Regions from separate parts of the Sus scrofa genome. Here region 2 is linked to region 1. Evidence: chromatin contacts called from public Hi-C data. All regions are on one chromosome and are shown on one strand. The core of a region is the stretch at or near the end of the contact, and the rest is flanking DNA. Distances in the headings are between cores, read along the strand shown. Region 1 holds the start of RPS20 (ribosomal protein S20). Region 2 holds the start of TGS1 (trimethylguanosine synthase).

Evidence for each region. A called contact is a pair of places that touch in the nucleus more often than the background predicts.
Region 2: a Hi-C map of liver shows a contact between it and region 1, with 5 times the contacts expected there. The contact joins the promoter of TGS1 here to the promoter of RPS20 in region 1. A contact is called at or near these places in 2 of 5 promoter capture datasets (fetal liver and liver), 5 of 47 Hi-C or Micro-C datasets (heart right ventricle, liver and skeletal muscle) and 2 of 2 datasets of contacts at active chromatin or transcription factors (alveolar macrophages and skeletal muscle).

What each region holds. Positions count from the first base shown.
Region 1 is chr4:75,760,863-75,763,562 of Sscrofa11.1, reverse strand. It overlaps RPS20 (ribosomal protein S20), which reads right to left and starts at 1,354. Exons shown (of 4, transcript NM_001129954.1): 1 at 1,232-1,354; 2 at 980-1,079; 3 at 673-746; 4 at 114-328. The coding sequence starts at 1,234. The coding sequence ends at 146. It overlaps LOC110260293 (a long non-coding RNA gene), which reads left to right and starts at 1,465. Exons shown (of 3, transcript XR_002343324.1): 1 at 1,465-2,272.
Region 2 is chr4:75,967,727-75,970,426 of Sscrofa11.1, reverse strand. It overlaps TGS1 (trimethylguanosine synthase), which reads left to right and starts at 1,275. Exons shown (of 14, transcript XM_001927876.6): 1 at 1,275-1,541. The coding sequence starts at 1,438. TMEM68 (transmembrane protein 68) reads right to left here and starts at 1,226. Exons shown (of 7, transcript XM_021089365.1): 1 at 1,074-1,226.

The DNA.
Region 1 (2,700 bases), core at 105-2,604:
TCCAAAACTTATCCCTCTAATTCTCACTACTCTACTTTAAAAGATGACTAAATTCTACAGTAGTCTATTACTAAGATCTGTCAGTATTATCAGTAAAAGCCAACAACATTTAACAACTGAGTATCAATTTATTAAAAAGTTGGACTTAAGCATCTGCAATGGTGACTTCAACCTCGACTCCTGGTTCAATACTGATGGATGTGATCTGCTTAACAATCTCAGAAGGGCTGTGCAGGTCTATGAGTCGCTTGTGGATCCTCATCTGAAAACGATCCCAAGTCTTGGAACCTTCACCACAAGGAGTTTTTCTCGTAGTTATTCTCAGAGTCTGCAAAGACAAAAGAAACCAAGCGTCAACGGTTGGCTGCGCACCCCGGGGGACCCCCCAAGGACCATGACCCTGAAGCGTTCCATGTGAGAACTTCCCAGGGCGTCAGTCTCCCTCACAGACTGTACTCAACTCATTGTGACTAAGGCACATCCAGCGAGAAGACAACAGCGAAGCTCCAACCTCGAAAAGTTACACACTTAACCGGAACCAAATCCTACCAGCGTTCGAACCTTAAGACCTACCGCTAGCATCAAGCTTTTCTGGCTTTTGGCAGCCGAAAAAAAAGGTTCGGGTACATCAGCCCCTTAACTGGCTTCCACCCCCCGCCCCACGATTCTCACCTTGGTGGGCATCCGCACCGGTCCCTTCACTTTGAGGTTCTTCTCCTTCGCGCCTCTGATCAGGTCAGCACACACTACAAGGAAACACAGGCTGCACTCAGTTCCCTCTAGACAGAGCTCGCTGTAACGAATCTTAACGCTGCTGGCTCAGAATAGCGTATAAAACTATCACTGTAGTTCAACAGCAATTCTCTCCTCAGCGCCAGCTACGGTGCGAGCCACACAACCGAGATCGGTGGGGGCCTTGTCCCCGATCCGGCTCGCCGCTCCTCCCGCCCCACCTTTCCGCGGAGCCCACCGCACTGACCCTTCTCCAAAGACTTCACGTTGCGGCTGGTGAGGGTGATCCGAATCCGGTGAATCGCAACTTCCGGCTCCACGGGAGTCTTGCCGGTGTCCTTAAAGGCCTGTGGTCACAGGGAGGAAAAACCCACACACCTTCGGGCAACCAGTCAGTTGCAGAAATAAGCGTGCTCATCACGAGCCCCTCCCCGGGACAGGCGAGCCCCATCTTCTCCCACCAGCCCTGCTCCTAGCACCCGTCCAGAGCCCCACTCACCATGTCTGCGGCGCGGCTTCCTGACCGACTTGTTCCTCGGGAAGAGCGAACAGCGGTGAGCCAGGAGCGGGAGCTGATGGTCAGAGGCTCCGCGACAGCGCCGGCTGCGTCTTCTTCAAAGAGGAAGGCGTGAGGCCTGCGTGGCGCTTATATAGCCGGGCTCGCGTCTGCATCCGGGTCCCGCACGCCCATCCGCGCTGCCCCGGAAGAGGAAGTGTGGGTGGCTCTAAGGCGGCTGCGCGATCCAGGGCCGGAGCTCCCGCGGAAGGGGCGGCCAGGGCGCGGCTGCTCGCGCCACCTGTCAGCCGGGCGGAGTCAGAGCGCCGCGAGGTGGGGTCGGGGCGGCGCGGTCGGCGAGGTCCTCCCGGCACCTGGCGGCAGCGGTGGGGCGAGCGCGACCTGGTCTAAAACCCCAGAAACTCCTCTGCCTGGTGCGCCGACCGCCGGCCTCTGAAAAGTCAGAATGACTCCTACGCTTGTGGTTTCTGCACTGCAAAGTCCGCTTCCCCTACAAACCAAATTACACCTGCTCTTGGCAAGCGGATAACCTTTCTGAGTTCAACTCAGGTGGATATTAGGAAAAAATGACTGATAACCTGGACATGTTATTATTATTTTTTTAAATAGCTGTTATTTTTCATAGTCTGAAACACCCTTTCGTGATACTTCATCTTCTGGCTTCCAAGATCGGCAGAAGCATCTGTCCTCTGTCTGCGAAGTACCTGAGCGTGGGTTTTTCTGCTCCCAGAACGTGGAGGCAGACGCCAGGCTGCCAGGATCATCCTGGGGCTTGTTGTGCATCCGAGGCCCCTCCAGGCTCTCCACGTGATTCTAAAACATGTTATCTCCTCTCTGTCCGGATAAAGTAATGTTGGATGAGACCCTTGAGGACCTCCCTAATACTGAACGTCTATTCATAATCTGATGTGGGACAAAGTACAGGGGAAACACCAAGAGTGATCAACTGACCCGGGCAGCCAGAAGAGATGATAGGGATACATATTCTTAACGGTGATAGAGTGGTTTCATAGAACAAAATAGGTGAGTTGGCTTTTGATGCAGGGCAGAAGCAAGAGCAGGTAACCCCTTCTTATTTTACAGGTGAGCCTGAGAGCAGAAGAGGTATCTGCTCAAATACACAGAACTGGTGAATGACAGAGCTCTGACCCCTTACAATTTGGGGCCTTTCTTGAGCTTTTCTCTTCTGTTCTTTGGTGGGAAATTATACTTGAAATTTAGATAATAGCATTGAGTTATCTGATGATAATCGGACATGGCTAATACCTGGATTTTTCCTGGCTCACAAAGTATCTGCTAGACTTTGCTTTAGCAATTAACTTCAATATTAAAATTTGGCAGTTTTCCAGTTCAGTTATTTGAAAACGTCATCCATTGGCTGTAGATGCTTTATTAGTGAAGTTTGCAACAACAACAACAACAAAAATTGTATTCTTGTTTTCCTACTTGTA
Region 2 (2,700 bases), core at 26-2,525, 210 kb before region 1:
TTGCTTAACTGCCCTCATCCTCCAAATGTCCCACATCTGTACTGGTTTATCTGTGACCGTGCAGCACCCTTATCTTCTTGAGTCACCAACATAAATAAGGCAGCAGTAAGGATTCGGGAACAAACATTTCATTCAAACATTAATCTATTTCCACCCACCAGTAAACGCAGCCCAAATATTAGGGACTCTTCCAAAAGTCTGGATTTTATCTCAGTTCGTATAATAATACGATAAAGCAATACCAAGCCAAGTCCGAAGTGGTCCGACAACCTGCAAGCCTGAACCGCTTCTTGGAGGAAGCTGCCCGGGGAATTTTCAACCAATGCCACGCAGCAAACACTGCTTTTTTCGAATCCAGCAGCTCTGCCCCAGTTTTCGACATTCTGGTTTGTGTCCAAGTACCTTTCGTGTTAATCGCAGTTAGAGGGCTGAGCCCTGTTTCGCAGGCTGCAAACCCCGGGGGGCCGACAGGGCCAGGTGCCTCCAGAGCGTGGACCCACGCAAACTAGTAACAGCGCTGGTGAGGCTTCATGCACACCGGTCGCTTCCGTCCTTCCCGAGGCCCCAGAAAGCAGGTGCTATGAACCAATCCCTATTTGCAAAAGATCCCAGCGAGGCCCGGGAAGGGTTGAGTCGCCCCCCTCACCCGGGTCACACAGGTGGTAAGGGGCTTCGGGCAGGCCTCCAGCCGCCACCGCCCCCCCCCCCCCGCCCCCGACCACTTTTGGCTCCACAACCAGTGGGTTCATTCGGGTCCCCAGGAGAGCGTCCCCGGGAAGCCCGCGGGCCTGCAGGGAGGTGGGGACACCTCGCCCCCACCCGAGTAAAGACGACACCCGCCGAACCAGAGCGCCTGAAGCGCGAGGGGAGGTGCGGGCCGCGGTGAACGGGGTCGTTGTGACCAGGTAGGGCCTCCCTTCCGGCCACTCCGGTGGCCCGAGCCGAACAGCGAGTCCAGTGGAGGCCGGGGACTCCGGGCGGCCAAGGGAGAGAAAACACGCAGCCTTGGCGCTCGGGCCCGAACCTATCCCGGCGCCGCGGAACGCGGGGAGGCGTAATTGGGGACCACGTACCTCATACCGGAGGGGGCAGAGGTGGTTTGGCTCGCCTTCACCTAGGAGCAGCGGCGGGAGCTCCTCCGTGATACACCCGGCGAAGCGGAGCAACTCAAGCGGCCGGGGAGGAAAACGCCAAACTGCGGGTGCAGCCCGGGAGGCCTTGAGTGTAACACCGCCTTCGCCCCGCCCCTTCCGGTAGCCTCCCGGAATCACTTCCGGTGGCTGCTCCCCGCTGGCTCCAGGCTCTGGGTAACCCAGGCCAAGTGATCACGCGCAGCCGATCCCTCTGGAGGCTTCCCCTCTGTGCCCGGGAGCGGAGCAGCGGCCGGGAGGTCTCCCCGCGCCTGTGCCACGCGGCCGCCTCCTCCGAGGCGCTGCGATGTGCTGCGAGAAGTGGAGTCGCGTGGCCGAAATGTGTCTCTTCCTGGAAGACCTGCAGGAGGGCTCCCGGATCCTATGCTTCTGCTCTCGGGCGTTCGTGGAGTAAGTCAGACGCGGGCCTCCAGGTTCCCGATGTGAGGGCTGCAAGACAGGGTGACCGATCGATCCCCGACACCGCGGCCGGGGTCCCTGACCCCGGGGAGAGGGATGCTTTAAGAAAGGAAAACGAGACCTCAGACTACGACGGGGTGTCGCCTGGGGCCCTTAAACGCGGGAGTAAATCTGCCCTGTGGGCGGTTGGGGAAAGATGCGGAGCTGATATTTGTCACTTTACACTGATCGACTGAGGGAACCGCCAAAAACTGGGGAAAGAAATTGAAATGAAAGCGCTCTAGGATGTGACATCACAGGGTGAAGGTTTAAGACGAATAACTTCTTGGGGTAACATCTTTTTTGAAACCTTAAGATTTGTTAAAGCGCAAGTGCACATAATGAGAACTTCTCGTTATCTGAAAGATTTAACTATAATTATGTCGGGTTTTGAGCTCTCCTGATTTTTGGAAAATAGCTGTTTTAGGTAAAAGTTGCCCTGCATGGGAGATAGTAGGTAAGAAAGAAACTGACTCAAGAATTGGATTTGGGGGCTTTTTTTTGTTTTTTTTAATTAGGTGTGTGAGTTTCTCATGCAATCCTTTTTTAAAAAATCTCAGAAATTGGTTTATCTGCCCTAATCCTTTCACTGGCTTTTTGTTAGTTAAGTTATTCAACTTGCAGAAGTGGATTTTATGTGATAGTCTTAATATATTTTAATATGGTAGAATTTAAATTTGAAGGAAATTTTACTATTCACCATGTGTTTTTGAGGCATAATTGGAAAATTAATCTGAAAAATTAAATTTCATGTAAAAAATATTGTCGCTGCTGTATTAATGCAGCTGCACATGCATTCAGATATTCATCCAGAATCACCATGCTCTGTGGACTGAGCAATCTCTCAAAAATTTGCGTTATAGAGAACCCTTTGCAAGGGTAATGGGATATTCTTCAAGTACCAGGCATCAGAAATATATCTTTCCTGGTGATGAGTGCTCTTAAAGATTCTTGCCCTAAATAGAAAACAGAATTTTCATAAAAATTTAAGCACTATCATTCTCTCTCGCTTACCTTTCTGCCTCAGAGTAGTTGTAGCCTTGGGATTCACTAGTGACAACCTTGGACACCTGTCTCTTGTGTCACCCCTGGAGAGGTGTCTTTCTGCTCA